Linked DNA regions of Mus musculus: region 2 is linked to region 1. A link is a contact called in public HiChIP or PLAC-seq data. All regions are on one chromosome and are shown on one strand. The core of a region is the stretch at or near the end of the contact, and the rest is flanking DNA. Distances in the headings are between cores, read along the strand shown. Region 1 overlaps Adamtsl3 (ADAMTS-like 3). Region 2 holds the start of Efl1 (elongation factor like GTPase 1).

Evidence for each region. HiChIP or PLAC-seq counts read pairs in DNA pulled down with a chosen protein or histone mark.
Region 2: a contact with region 1 is called in an H3K4me3 HiChIP or PLAC-seq map of neural progenitor cells, with 23 read pairs. The contact joins the promoter of Efl1 here to the enhancer-like site in region 1. A contact is called at or near these places in 2 of 39 promoter capture datasets (the 3T3-L1 cell line and second pharyngeal arch cranial neural crest), 2 of 484 Hi-C or Micro-C datasets (Sertoli cells and myocytes), 1 of 115 datasets of contacts at active chromatin or transcription factors (neural progenitor cells) and 1 of 9 other capture datasets (adipose tissue).

Annotation. Positions count from the first base shown.
Region 1 is chr7:82,532,654-82,535,735 of GRCm38.p6, reverse strand. The region is part of intron 15 of Adamtsl3 (ADAMTS-like 3); the gene reads right to left. Among named protein-coding and RNA genes, the nearest start is that of Saxo2, 110 kb to the left of the region's middle. Within about 2 kb of position 1,520, at least 34 of the 459 cell types and tissues checked have an H3K27ac peak or open chromatin away from gene starts, as enhancers often do. A contact at or near this core is called in Sertoli cells, myocytes and neural progenitor cells, where this site is marked.
Region 2 is chr7:82,647,098-82,650,179 of GRCm38.p6, reverse strand. Efl1 (elongation factor like GTPase 1) reads right to left here and starts at 1,566. Exons shown (of 20, transcript NM_175317.3): 1 at 1,502-1,566; 2 at 549-654. The coding sequence starts at 639. Saxo2 (stabilizer of axonemal microtubules 2) reads left to right here and starts at 1,652. Exons shown (of 3, transcript NM_177894.4): 1 at 1,652-1,788. The coding sequence starts at 1,751.

The sequences.
Region 1 (3,082 bases), core at 271-2,770:
AGAGGACCTGCGTTTAGTTCCCAGCAACCACATGGTGACTTTAATGAACCTATCTTTTTGGTCCAGAAATCTCACCCCAGCAGGGATATCCTAACAGGATAATGAGAGGCGTGTTACTTGAGATTGGCTGCAGTTTGGTTTACCATGGTGATTTAACTAGAGGCAAACTGCAGGCAACTAGAGATCTTTACAATGTAGAACAATATTGGTTATGCTGTTTTCCTGGTTAATATCCTTCAACTGCTACTGCCGTCAGATGAAGTCCAAGCTCTGTTGTGAACCTGGGTTACCACGAGCATCTGCTGCATTCCACCTTAACTGACACACACATCCACATCCCATGTACCAGTCACACAAGTGCTTCTGACACCTTTGGGACATCAAGATCTCAAGTCACCAAACCATCCTTCCCAGGAAGTCATCCCTGATATCTAACAGTCCCCTAATGCCATCTGATAACACGAACAGACCATAATACCTTTGAGTTCCACAGTGTAATCGCTTAGAATGGAAGAAACCTGAATTGTCAGCTGACAGGAACCTGAACCTCCTCTAGTGCAGGCTGAGCCTCCCTACCCAAAATGCTACTCAGATTTTGAATATTTTTTAAATTTCAAATATATGTATATATATTATGTAGATACAATTATGCATAGAATATATTATGCAGACCTGAGGATAGGCTCAAGTCTGAACACAAAATCCACTGGTTTATTAGATGTCTTCTATGTGAAACCCAAAGGTAATATTATGTAGCATTAAATATGTCTGAATTTTAGCTGTAGCCCATCGTATGTCATCAGGTGTCATCTTGGTACTTATATGTTTTCAGACTTTGGATTATTTTGTAATTTGTAGATTTGAACTAGAGTTGCCCAGATGATGGGACAGGCCATCAACCCCCACCTCCCTGCTCTCTGTCCACCACTGACTAGCCCTGAGATATTGGGACAGTCCTCCCCAAGTGATAAGGATAATAGCACCCTCCTAGGACATTTGCAAGAATTAAATATCCCCACAGTACACTTAGAATGTGATCTTCCCTTAAAAAGAAGTCCTTGGGGTTAGAGGTGGTTAGAAAAGCAGACTCCTGAAACACAGCCTGTCTTGGATTTTAGCAAATACAATTTCTACTCACGCAGAAGCCAAATAAGCAGTGAAGAGAACATGCACACTGTGACTCGGTCTGTGCTATTTCATTCCTTTTCATATATGAAAAATGGGAGCTGGGTTACCAAAACCACTGAAATGTTGGGAATCCCATAGAAGCACAGAAGGCTCCAGGGAGGAACTTAAAAGCGGGATGACAAATGACAAAGTGACAGCCATACTGACTGAGAACACATTCCATGGCTGACAGCCAGGGAGGTCAGATCAGCAGTTCCCTTGGCTTCCCTTTATAAACTCTATTTTTTTTTCTTTTTCTAATTAAAACAAAAGCCTTTGTACATCCACTCTCTATGTAAATTCAGAGCTCGCCCTTGGTAAACCGCAGTGGTGGGAGTATTTATCTTTTCCTGGCCGGCTTGGCAGACTTTCCTTGAGGGATGTGAAATACAGCTGGGATCATCCTCTCCTTCACTGTCAACAAGCAAGCATCCCAGACCACAAAAGACAGTGGCCGTAAAAGAGTGAGCTGGAAGCCGAGATATGTTGCGGTTTTGTTTGGAAGTGGAGGGGATGAATAGAATCAAAAGTGGCAGGAAACTAAAAACTTCACACCAGCCAGCCAGAGTGGGCCAGCAAATGCCAAGCAATGAGCATCGTCCAGGAGGACTGCATGGAGATCTCCAAACAGGAGAAGGCAGGGGTGGGGTAGAGGCCAAGCAACAGGTGCAGGCACTCGGGTTCCACACAGTGGGGAAAACACAGAGGCCCTTCAGGTGCAGCGAGCATATTAGCTCTGCTCTGTGTTTGAGGGAAGGAGACCCCCATCTAAGTCAGATCGGGCTGGCAGAAATTCAGGCTTGGAGAAGACGTGGATGGGACCCACTATAGACTATCCATTACTGCTCTCTACTAATTCATTAATACAACAGTGCTTTCTGAACTTTCAAGGGACCCGGTGGACTACTATCACAAAATTTGTATTCACAGCCTGTCCTAATTTGTTTTCCATTGCTGTGACAACATACCAAGATGAAAACCAACTAAAGGAAAGGGTTTATATTTCTGTATCTCATATGTTTCGTCACTGAGGGACAAAGCAGGGCAGGAACTTGGGAGTCAGGAGCTGTGGCAGTGACCATGAAGGAATGCTGCTTACTGGCTTGCTCTTCATAGTTTACTCTGCTTGTGTTTTTATACAACCCAGAACTACCTGTCCAGGGTTAGCACTGCCCTCTAGTGGGCTGAGCTCTCCCGTATCAATTAAAAATCAAGAAAATGTCACACAAGCTTGCCCACATGCTTATCTGATAGGGGTATTTTCTCAATCGACCTTCCTTTTTCCCAGATGGCTCTAATGTGTGTCCAGTTGACAAAAACCTAACCAGCACATTCCCCCCTACCCCCTTGGAGGAGCCTGCAGGTGATGTTCTATGGCGACACTTGGGAAGCAGAGGACCACAAGTTCTAGGCCAGCAGGAGTAACAGGATTCTCCTGACTGAATTCATGGACAAAAAGCAGGAAGGAAATCACTGGAGTCTGGGGCCAGGTAGAGAACTGGGCCTGTTTGATAGACACAGTTCACACTGAGAATGATGGAAACACTCTGGACAGGTAAGACAGGAGTGTGAATATTCTTAGTGCCGATGAGCTGAGTGCTTTCAAATGGTTAAAGAGCCAAGCCTTGCATTATGAATGTAATACCACAGGAAGTAGAAAAACTGGATTACTGTTGCAAAAGGAACAAAAAAAAATGGCAACACTCCACTTCCAATATCCCTGACTCGGAGTTTATTACAACTTTGGTTCATTTTTGCTTGTTTTTAGATTTTTGAAACTGAGTCTCACAGTGTAGCTCAGAATGACCTTGGAACTCACTCTGTAGCCCAGGCTGTCTTTAAACTTGTGGCAATCCTCCTGCTTCAACTTCTTGAGTGCTACAATTGTAGATGTGAGGCACCAGATCCCAGTTCA
Region 2 (3,082 bases), core at 317-2,816, 110 kb before region 1:
GTCTCCACACCTCCATTTGTACTGCTTGCCCCCCCCTATCACCCACAGCCCCTCAAGGGGCACGTCTAACAATTCTTTTTAACCACTTTGCTACCCAATCCTCCAGGTCTCAAAACTCTCACCCACCCCACCCCCAGCCCATCTCACCACGAAGCCCCGATTCCTCCCTAAAGCTTCTCTGGCTGGACAGGTTGGCCTCATAAATGTCTAGGGCCTGACAAATCTAAAAAAGCACTGCCAACTTAGCAAATGCTCAGTATAGGATGAATTAAATAGAATTTATAGAAGATATATTCTACCAAGACCACAGACATTTTACCATCTCAAGAAACTTTTCCATATTTTAACAAAAATCCAAATTCAAAAGCATTGTATGACATACTGGGCAGACCACCAATCACCCGTTAATCCATTTATTTCAAACGTTCTACAGCATGCTTCTCTGACATGGCACAACACACAACTCCTTAGCAAGCATCACTCTCACCGCTCCAATGAAACAGAGACATTTCCTCTTTGTTAATAAAACCCAATTCTAAAAGCCTTACCGTGGTCAACATGAGCCAGAACACAGATATTCCTAATGTTGGCAGTGTTCTTCTGAAGTCGAATCATCTTATCAACACCACTGAGCACCATGGTTATTTCCTGGGACTAAACATTAAATGCAAATTAAAAATGGTACAAAATCTAGTGGGGGTGGGGGTGGGGGTGGTGTGCACAACAGCGAAAACCAAATGGACAAACTGAGAGGGAGATGCTGATGCTGACAAGTCGCCTCAGATTCCTTAACTGAGAACCCAATGAATGTTTAGCCACATCTATTTCCTTCTGGCCCTGAGGGGATATAGTCCTTTAGGCCCATGTTCCATGGTAAAGTCCACACATCCTGCTGACAGTACTTGTGGGGTGAGCTGGGAGTTTCCGGATCTGCCATGCGATGAATCACGCAGTTGGGAGCCAGGTGCAGAGGCGCCCGGCTAAGTCACACTCACACTCACATACATACATACATACATACATACACACACACACACACACACACACACACACACACACACCAGAGACAGACAGTCAGTCTCTCTCTCTCTCTCTCTCTCTCTCTCACACACACACACACACACACACACACACACACACCCTTCCCTACTTCAGTCCCTCCAAAAGTCTGCCTTTCTGTCAAGCTTGCTGGCTTTTATCAGACATGAGAACTTCGGCCCTGTGACTGCACTGAGTGTCCTTAAAAGTTTTTGGATCACGTGCCTAGGAACACACCAGGTGCACGACACACCTTCTACCCCTCTCTCCAATTAAAAGAAGCAAATCGAGGTCTGCATGCCCTTCCTCCTCTTGGGTTCCTGGAGTCGCTGCCGCTGAGAGTACCGGGTCCCTATAAAGTGCAGCCGCTCGGGACACTCCTCGCCCAGCCCAATCGACATGACCCCCCCGGGTCTCCGTCACCGTCTGGTCGCCGGCGTCCCTAGCAAGTCCCCCCACTCACCAGCTCCACGCCGCACCTCACCCACGCACCTAAGACTCCAGGGGTAGCTCAGACCGGAAGTCGCAGGAGCCTGGGGGCGGGGCCTGTGGGCCTGTGACCTCTGACCCGCGCGCATCTAGAACATCACCGGAAGCCACGTCGTTTCCCTTCAACTTGGAGTTCCGCGGTCGCCTTGACGACGGCGGACGCTGTAGCTGCTCTGAAGTGTGCCAGCCTAAGCCTGCGGAGGGGGACGCTGGAGCGCAGAGCATGAGGAACTGGTGTCTGTGCCAGATTTGCACCTGCGGGTAAGAAACGTCCGCCCGGTGTGGCGTCCGCAGAGCCGCGAGCCCCGCCGCGCACACCCCCTAAGGACTCCCTTGCCTGAACCGGAGGAGACCCCTACTCCACCCCCACCCCCCACCCCCCACCCCCGACCTTATGCTCTGCTAAATGCTGCCCATTTCCTCTGCTTGGCTAGCTCCTGGGCAAAACTTATTTTCTTTGCATTCCCTGAGGCTTCCCATCCAGAGATTTAAGCTAAAATACAGTTCAGATCAGCTAAGTAGTATGAGCAAATATGGCTGGTAAGTGATGGAGTCACCCACCGATTCTATTGGTTAACTTAAAAGAACAGTATCCATGGTATTTCGTTTGCCACCCAGAACCTTCCATCCTCTAAACTCTATTTTTATTCCTGCCAAGGCAACATTTTCCTGAGGCCTTTCTGACAGACAAAAATGGCAATAGTCCTCACCGTAAACCTCAGGTTTGGTTTGTAAGTCCTGCCTAACAACTTTACATCACCAGTAAACACATTCTTCTCTATCCTCAAGCTTACTGTTTACCCAGGGGTTAGATCACCTTTGATAAGTGAATAAGAGTAACTGAGTAACGCCAAGCCCTTTGTACTTGTAATCCCCTTCTAAGGGCAACCAGCTACAACACATATTGATTGAGAGCAGTTTCTCAGCCCCTTTTGTAATAAACATTGTTTGTATGTTTGAACAGATGCAAACATAACTTTTAAGGCTTGAATCTGCAAAATCTTGTATGTAAGAAAAAAAATGTATTTGAATCTGAATTTATCTACAAACTAAGTTATTTTCCCATCCACCCATCAGGAAATTCATTATATTAGGGACTTTACATTCTTCAAGAATAATATCACCATCCACAGAGCTGGGGGGACTGCCAATGTAAGAGGAATCCCCTTTAGGCTTTGAAGCATGGCTAATAACTTCTGCCGAAATGTCCCTTGCAAACACTTAGTTGCAGCGAGAGCACTGCCTTAGCTGCTTTCAGTTTTATAACTGAGGTACAAGAATCTTTGACAAAATGGGTAGTTACTATGACATACATAGTTCCACTCAGCCAATGGTTTTTAAACTTTGGCTACCTTCATGAGTCATTGTCTCAAAACGGGGCAAAGATTCTTCACCATCATCCCTCCCCATACCACCTCTCATCTTTTGCCTCCTTTCCTGTTGGAAGGAAAGATGGAAGATCTGTCCATATTCATTTGTTGTTGAAGACTATCTGTTAGGTACATTTGCACCACTGTGGTAGCACTGTGGTAAAAACAGCGAAGGAGAGGAGGTC